2 separate regions of the Mus musculus genome follow, and region 1 is linked to region 2. A link is a contact called in public promoter capture Hi-C data. All regions are on one chromosome and are shown on one strand. The core of a region is the stretch at or near the end of the contact, and the rest is flanking DNA. Distances in the headings are between cores, read along the strand shown.

Region 1 (4,093 bases), core at 48-2,547, 130 kb after region 2:
AACTGTGCTCATGGATGCTCACTAAAACCCTATTATAATGGCTGCTAGGGCCGGCTGTGCCACTATGCGTTGGCAACTCCTGACCACCTGCAGGAAAAACTGGAGCAGAGACAAGGATGGGTCTGAGATGAATAAGAGCACCCCTCGTCCCAGAACGACTTAGTTCTGCACAGTCAGAGCAGCCCTTGTCCAGAACTGCTAAGTTCTGCTCAGCTCTTGACCCAGGTTAAAACTAAACCTCATGCCAGCACTTTCCAGACCAACTTCGGGGTTACTGGATCCCCTCTGTTTATTCTTTCCCATATGGTCACATTGGATAAACCTCTTCTCTGCTTCTCTTTTAATTAATTACCATATTGAGGGTGGGTTGGGCTTAGCTTGTTGCAGCTGCCAGCGCCCAGGCTGGTCTTCTAGAACCTCTGGTAACAGTATCATCCCATGGCTCTCTAAGGCACATTGTTCAGGGGATGTAATTTGTAACAACATTTAAAGATTAACCAAAGCTTAAAGGTGAGGTAGCATTTCAAAGGAAGGTGAAAATGTATGAGTCAGTTGACTTTCCTCCAAGGAAGTTCCTTCAGCAAATGAGGAAAAGGCAGCTTTCTGAGGTGCATTGTTTAGGTTTTAGGGACGAAAGGAGGTTTAGACTCTGCTAAAGTCACAAGTGCAAACACTGTGGCCACATAAGCTTAGATTGTTGGTTTTAACATCCTTATTTACAAGGACATTAGGGAGCGCTATCTCTGGAGGCAATTTCAATTTTATCAGTTGGGTTGAAATTTCGACTCCAAGATAACAGGAAGTTAGACCCCAGGACCAGGGGCCTTGTTCCTGCCCCAGACTCTTCATTTCTTGTCTATCTTCCTTCAATCTTTCCTCATTCATGCTGAGCTTTTCCTAAATGTAGGTACAAGTGATTTAAAAAAAAAAATGCTTATTTTAAAGTTTACCCATGGTAGACTATCTAAAGTTTATTAAACAAGGTTATACAGTGCTCACACAGGGATACTTTGAGTTTAAATCCTGTGCCCAGTGAGGTCATAGCAACATACATTAAACTGATAAACTGCTTATGTTATTTGAGCTCCCTGAGAAGCAGGCTCTGGAAACTGGGGTTGCCTGACTCCCCATTTCAGACCCAAGTAGGTTTGTCTCAAAATGTCTTCTGAATCTGTAACAAGGAGAAAGAGCTGCAAGAGAAAAGATGCTATATCCTTAAAATCAGGAGGCCAGCCAGGGAGAAGCAGGCAGTGCTCTTAACTGCTGAGTCATCTCTCCAGGCCCCCAGGTCACTGTTCTTTATTGGTGGTATTTAAGCGTCTAGTCTGCGAAAGAGAAGGCAGAAGCTCAGCCATGGGACGGAAACAGCCATGGAGAGAAAGCACAACTGGGAACCCCAGCTGATTGCCTCAACTTCCCCAGTTGGTTCCTGCAGTGTGTAGTGAGCACCTAGGACAATGATGCTATTCTGTCTGTCTGTCTGTCTGTCTGTCTGTCTATCACCTATCACTTACTTTCTATTCTTTCACTTTGGCTTGCTATATACTTAAACTTACTCATGAAAAAGTAAAAATATAAAAGTATAAATATAAAAATCTTGTAGGTTATTCTCTGGACTGTATTGAAGAGTCACACTGAGCAAAGCCTTGGCTTTTCTTTTAGAAAGGCCTGCTTGCTAGTGGCACTGCAACAGAGGCCTAGAGCAGTGGCCCCTAAAGAAAAGTTTCCAGAGAAATCTCAGGCAGGAAGAGGAGTCACCACACCCAGGTTCAGAAGGTGGCCTTTCTTCCCTGGAAGAGATTTCAAAGTTCTGCTTCATCAACACAGTCAAACTGGGAAGGGCAGAGCGAAACCAGAAGTCCCTCTCATTTCGGTTAAGCCCAAATGGGAGTTCATTTGCCTTTACCAATTTCTGTTTTCTAATTCCCTTGGAACATGGGGAAACTGGGGCAGGTTTATAAACGTAAGTTGTTGCTCAACAGCAGCTTAAGTGGTCTTTGATGGAAACATGGACTTTTGATACAACGCTCTTTAACTCTCCTGTTGCAGCAAGCCTCCTGTGACACTGTCAAGGGAGAAGGGAGAGAGAGAGAGCGACTTGGTATTGTCCAAGGAAGGCTAGCTTCCCTAGCCAGTCTCTGCTGCCACTCACAGCTGGGCAGAAAGGATTCAGGGTCCTTTCTAGGCACCTGTGAGTTTAATCACGTGTTTCTCATATGGCCCTGACGTTATGGGGAAGCTCTAACTCTCTGTGTCCATAGCCCCTAGCACTAACAAGAAAGCGAGGCACTTTGTTCTCTCCTGGTAGGGTGAATGGAAGTCCAGCTTTTTCAGGTGGAATATCTGGGGTGGGGAAGAGAGTTCAAAGGGTACCCAGGGAGGGTGAGTCTTGTTCTTCCATTTGGCAAAGGACCGTAAGGCTACTTTTTCACATCCTAGCAGAGCTGGAATAAACAAACAAACAAACAAACAAAGCACCCATCTATAACCCTCTGTAATTTCAATTCCAGGGAACTGCATGCAGGCAGACACATATACATAGAATAAAGCTAAATAAATCTTAAAAATAAAACTTTAGCCAGGTTTAATCTCAGCACAGAGAGTCAGAGGCAGGTGGATTTCTACGAGTTTAAGGACAATCTGGCCTACAGAGTGAGTTCCAGAACAGCCAGGGCTACACAGTGAAATCATGTCTGGAAAACCCAGAATTTTTTTGTTTTAATCTTACTTTCACTTTTTTTTGTATTTATATGTAGACGTGTAACAGCTGAATTACATAGGAATCCATTTCTTTTCCTTCCAAGAATCTCTGGAAAACTGCACAATAGCCGTGGCTCTTTGCTTCCCACCAGCAGTGTGCCAGAGTGCTAATTTCTCCACAGTCAACACTATTTGTGTTTTTGTGTTTTTGTTCTGTTTGTTTGTGTTTTAGACCCAGAACCATGAAGCAGGCTGGCTCTCTACCACTGCCAAGCCTACGCCCACGCCCAACCTCTAGTGGCTGTGAATCGATTTTGATTTACATTTGCCTGATGATTAGTGATTGGAGCATCATTTCTGCCTGCTGACCCTGGTTGGTTATCTTCTTTAGAGAAATATCTACCCTGAATTTAATTTTAAATGTATATAGAGGTACTCTCTCCAGCACCACATATACCGAGAAGATTAGCATGACCCTGCACAAGGATGGCACAAAAAATTGTGAAGGGGTCCATGTCTTAGGACAAGTTCTGCGGAGAATGTGGTGTTCTTCCATCCTTACCCCTAGCTTGTGGGGTTGGACATTCACTCCCAAGGATTCCTCCCTTCTGCTTCTCTCTGGGGCAGAACGGGAGAGCGTTCCCTCCTCTCGCCACAAGGCGGACAGAGGGTGCAGGTTACTGGGCTCACGCGGCAGGCGTCGAATACCGGGTTCTTTCTGTGCTGCGCTCACTACCTCGGGCGTCTGGACACGCAGCGCCCTCTCGCGGCGGGAGCGACCTAATGCCGCGATTCTAACCCCTGCAGAGATGGCTTTAACCGGTGCCACCTTAGGTCCCCTGATCAAGAATTATGGGGGTGGGGGTGGGGGTGGGGGTGAGAGTGGAGGGATGGATGAAGTGGGGGAGGGTGCCAACAAACAGTGCTGAGAATGCTAGACATCAGTAGACGAGAGGAAAAAAATTACTAGAAACTCCCAACCGTAGTTTCATAGTCAGTATATTGTGCAAAAATTAATTTGGGATATGTTGTAGGCACAAACACAAAAGCTGTAAGGCTAAAGTTTTAGAGTGAGAAAATATCTTTGTACTGTATGTTTCCATGTATTATTATTATTAATTTAAAAACAGGATCTCTCTACGTAGCCCTTTCTGTCCTGGAATTCGATGTATAGATCAAGCTGGCCTCAAACTTACAGAGGTAGGCCTCCCTTTGCCAACATTAAAGGCATGTGTGTGACCACACACACCCACTACCATGTTTATTGTACTAGTGTTTGCCTTAGCCAAGATATGTAGAGGTAGGAGTTGGAATAAATCTTTGTTTTATTTTGTTTTGCTTTTTTGTTGTTTTGGGTTGGGTTTTTTGTTTTGTTTTTTTGTTTGTTTTACTT
Region 2 (4,163 bases), core at 1,349-3,848:
TTGCCCACTTTCTGAATCCTGTCTGAGGGGCAGGGGTGTCACTTTACCACATTAATTCTCCTCACAGTAAACTCCCTGGTGAAATAGGGCTGGTCATTTTACCATTTTACCCAGGAGTAGAAAACTGGGACTTGGAGATGAAGGGAATTGATCTGAAGGAGGCTGGAGGGAACAGGGTACGGGATCTTTAGACTGAAACACTCTAACAAAGGCTTTGCTTGCAAGTCTCCTGGTTATTTAGACTCCTCTCAGGGGCTGTTTGACAGCCCGAAGAGTAAACACCCACATTTCCTTAACTCTTATTTAAGTTATTTCATTGTTTTGCGGTGGTGTCAACTCAAAGCCTGTGCACCTGCACTGTCTAACAGTTAGAGGCTAACTGAACTACCTACCCCTGCCCCCCTCAGACAGGATTCAGAAAGCGGGCGAGGAAATTTAGTCCCCAGAGAAACGTACTGCAAGACAAAAGCATACACAGCTTTAAAATTCAATGTTTTTCTTCTCCAGAAGATACCCGCAGCAGTTTGTCACGGCTGTTTTTCATCGCATGGCCTGCTCTGATTGAAAGGCATGTGGGGGTTAAATATAGCAGCAGCAGCAGCAGCATCTGTGATGCAACCTTCTCTGGCCTGGCCAGGACAAGTCTGCGGCATTAAACTTAGGAAGGAAAGAAGGCAAGAGTGTCTCAACCCTCCAGGGCATGAAAGAGAAACTCCTTTTCCTGGCCATTTTCAGGGCAAGAGGAGAGACAGAGTATAAAGACAGGAAAGGGAGAATGGGAGGATGTTAGCCATCTGTCAGGTCTCTGGCAGTCCAGTCAGAGCCAGAACCTGGGAATCAGCAGTTTGCTGAAGTGAAGGTGGCCAGATGCCCTACCCAGGAACCACACATCACCCATTGCATTTTGCAAAGCGATCTGCCTAAAGTGGCCAGTCGCTTCGGGAGGCCCACTCCCGGCTTACTCTTTCCAAGACCTCCCTTTTCTTTCCCCCCTCCTTAAGGGAACAACTTAATAGCAGCAGTAATGAAACTTTAATTTGAAAATGGGCTGAAATGGACACACCAAATTGGCCATTGTGGCTGGAAGCTGGTGCGCAGTTCGGAGAGCGGCTGCGTGTTGCTCTCCACTGCTCTCCGTGACAGCCAGGGTGATTTAGTGGATTAAGTGTGTAAGGAGGGATGGGCGGAAGCAGCCTGTAGAGAAACTGAGCACCTTGATGGGCACAGGAAGCTTGATTTAAACTGTTATGGATTCTCTCTCCGGCTCGGTAGCAGCCCTGTTCCGTAGGTTAGCTGTAGCCTCATTTCGTGGTCAGTGTGTCTTAGAGCTCTTTCGTCAGAATCATTTTGGGTTTGTCTTGTGTTGTGTTTTTTAAGAGTCTCAACTATGGAGCCGGGTGTGGTGGCGCACGCCTTTAATCCCTGCAGAGGCAGGCGGATTTCTGAGTTTGAGGCCAGCCTGGTCTACAAAGTGAGTTCCAGGACAGCCAGGGCTATACAGAGAAACCCTGTCTCGAACACCCCCCCCCCCAAAAAAAAGAGTCTCAACTATGTAGCTCATGAACTGCTGCCTCTGTCCCCCAAGCACTGGGATTTACAGATGTGCAACCACTATGCCCAGCTTGTTGTTATTACTGCTGGCAAAGAGTGGAGGCATCTATCTATCTATTTATTTATTTACTTATTTACTTATTTATTTTGTTTTTTGAGACAGGGTTTTATTGTGTAACAGTTCTGACTCTCCTGGAATTCACTTTGTAGACCAGGCTGGCCTTGAACTCACAGAGATACACTTGCTAACTCACAGAGATACACTTGCTCCTGCCTCCTGAATGCTGGGATTAAAAGTATTTGCCACCATGCATAGCCAATTAAATTTTTTAAAAAAGAATTTCCCACTAATTCAAAAATTTAAAATGTATGTACCATACCTATAAATAAAATATAAATACAAAACATTTAAAGAGATAGTAAATGCTGTAAAACGACTTTAAAAACAAACAAACAAACAAACAGTGGCTTGAAGTTGAGTGTGTACCACGTAGCTGTAATTCTAGCCCTCAGCAGCTGAGGCAGAGGATTGCTTAGGAGTTAGAGGCTAGCCTGGGCTATTGTAGTAAGACCCTGGGTCTAATAGACAGACAGACAAACAATCAAGCAAAATATACTGGGCTGAAGTTGACTTTCAATCTTCTGTTGGCCTCTCCCTAGAGAAGCATATAAATACCTAGTGAGGTGACTTACTATAATAATAATTATTCTAGTTTATTTATATTTTGAGATGCTGTGGTATCTAGACTGGCCTTGAACTCCTGGGTTCAGTGATCCTTCTGTCTCAGCCTCTGAGGTAGCTGGGACTACCTCACGCACTGTTACGTGAGGCTTCAGTAGCAGTGTCTGTTTGGTTCTCTGTGTGTTTTATACTTTCTTCCTTCTTTCTTCTTTTGACAGAGTCTCATTATGTAGCCCAGGCTGGATTCAAACTTGTGTATCCACTTCCCTAGTGCTGAGATTACTAGTGTGGCCCCATGATGCGCCTGCCTGGCTATGCCTCAGGGTATCTGAGCAGTTCCACCCCCGAAGGACAGTCACCATCCATTCAGGTGTCTGCCCCTAGGTCCCCTTGCAGGAGGGAAGTCTTGCCTTCAGCCCTCAGCTCTCAGCCTTTACCCTGCTGCCTGGGGCAAGCTCCAGGAAAAGCTTGCCTAATTCCAAACTAGAGAATCAGAGCTCTTCTCTGGAATTCAAGCACGACTTAGAAGTCAGAGAAGTACACAGTGCACCAAATATTCTTTTTTTCTTTTTTACAGTTTATAATGTGCTGTGGGAGGCAGGAATCATATAATATAGAGCTTCATTTCGTTTCATAAATTAGTTTACTAAAAAAGACATTTGGTTTGGGGGGGAGGGTGCAAGGGCAGAGGGCAGATACGAAGGGACAGAGAGATGAGTGGGATTGGGGTATATGGTGTGAAATTCACAAAAAAAAAATCAATAAAACGTTTAAAAAACAAAACACCCCTACTTGGTTCATGTTGCACAGACTTGCCTCCCACCTTCCTGGTACTGGGATTACAGACCAGAGCCACCTTGCCTGGAAAAAGCAGGTTTTATAGAGTTCAAATTTTTATAAAATTTTATATATTTTTTAAAATTTTTATAATTTTTTTCTATTTTATAAAGTAAAAATAAATTAATAAGATTCACCCAGAGGTGGGGGGAGACAGGAAAAGGTAAGAAAAAGAAAAGGCACCATAGCCAGAGGCCCCACTGCTCTGCCTGAGACTCATTCTTGCCCTTTTCTCTTTTCTGGTCTTCGCATCTGCTGGGGAAGGAAGGATGACCTGGAATTCTGTCCAAACCGAAGCTCAGGGCAGAGCAGTGTGTCAAAGGTCACCGAGGCAAAAAGTAGGCCAGCGAGGAGCAGAAGCACTTCCTCCGACCACTGACCACCACCAGGGTCCCAAGGGAGGAAGAGGAATCCCCAACCCTTCACTGCCTGGCGCCAGGTCACATAGCCGTCACACCACCTTAATTCTGGTCCTAAGCCAGGTAAGTTGTCTGTTTCAACAAGATTTGTGTGCTGGTGGGAGACGAGGAAGAGCAGAGGTAATGAGAAGACACGTGCACAATGACCTGCTTAGATTAGATAACGTGGTTGAGGGGTGCTTGGTAAGCAGAGATTTTTAAGTGACAACTTCACAATGCAAAGTCAAAAGGGAAGGGGCAAGTGGGCTGGGAAAGGACGGAACCCCAGGAGGCCATCATGCTGGTCCAACATCCAACCCTATATCTCTCTGCTCAGTTTATCATCTACTCATTCTGGATTTTTGGAGACAAGAGTCTTGAGGTAAATCTCCTTCTCTCTGTCCCAGATTTGAGGATTACATGCTCTCACCTCTAGAGCTGCTTCTAGAATCAAGTCTATAACAATGCACAAATAAATAGCCAGGTGGCAGTGGTGTCAGCCTTCAATCCCAGAATTTGGGAGGCTGAGTTAGAGGGTAGCCTGGTCTACTCAGTGAATTCTAGGATAGCAAGGGATACACAGAGAACTCCCTGCTTCAATAAACAAACAAATAAATAAACGAATCACAGCGAATCCCTGTCTCAACAAACAAACAAAAATAAGTAAATGAAGAAGGGGGTAGTGCTTCATGACT

The links. Promoter capture Hi-C pulls out the DNA fragments that hold promoters and counts their contacts.
Region 1: a promoter capture Hi-C map of trophoblast stem cells shows a contact between it and region 2, with 2.7 times the contacts expected there. The contact joins two enhancer-like sites. A contact is called at or near these places in 5 of 39 promoter capture datasets (HPC-7-derived erythroid cells, cranial neural crest, hematopoietic stem and progenitor cells and 2 more), 1 of 15 datasets of contacts at CTCF or cohesin (large pre-B cells), 4 of 484 Hi-C or Micro-C datasets (the F1.1 cell line, the HPC-5 cell line, bone marrow-derived macrophages and 1 more) and 1 of 115 datasets of contacts at active chromatin or transcription factors (extraembryonic endoderm stem cells).

What each region holds. Positions count from the first base shown.
Region 1 is chr3:104,697,739-104,701,831 of GRCm38.p6, forward strand. It overlaps the pseudogene Gm24223. Among named protein-coding and RNA genes, the nearest start is that of Gm34548, 19 kb to the left of the region's middle. Within about 2 kb of position 1,298, at least 8 of the 459 cell types and tissues checked have an H3K27ac peak or open chromatin away from gene starts, as enhancers often do. A contact at or near this core is called in trophoblast stem cells, where this site is marked.
Region 2 is chr3:104,565,198-104,569,360 of GRCm38.p6, forward strand. Gm34490 (a long non-coding RNA gene) reads left to right here. Exons shown (of 3, transcript XR_375933.3): 2 at 3,335-3,552. Among named protein-coding and RNA genes, the nearest start is that of Gm34490, 12 kb to the left of the region's middle. Within about 2 kb of position 2,599, at least 18 of the 459 cell types and tissues checked have an H3K27ac peak or open chromatin away from gene starts, as enhancers often do. A contact at or near this core is called in trophoblast stem cells, where this site is marked.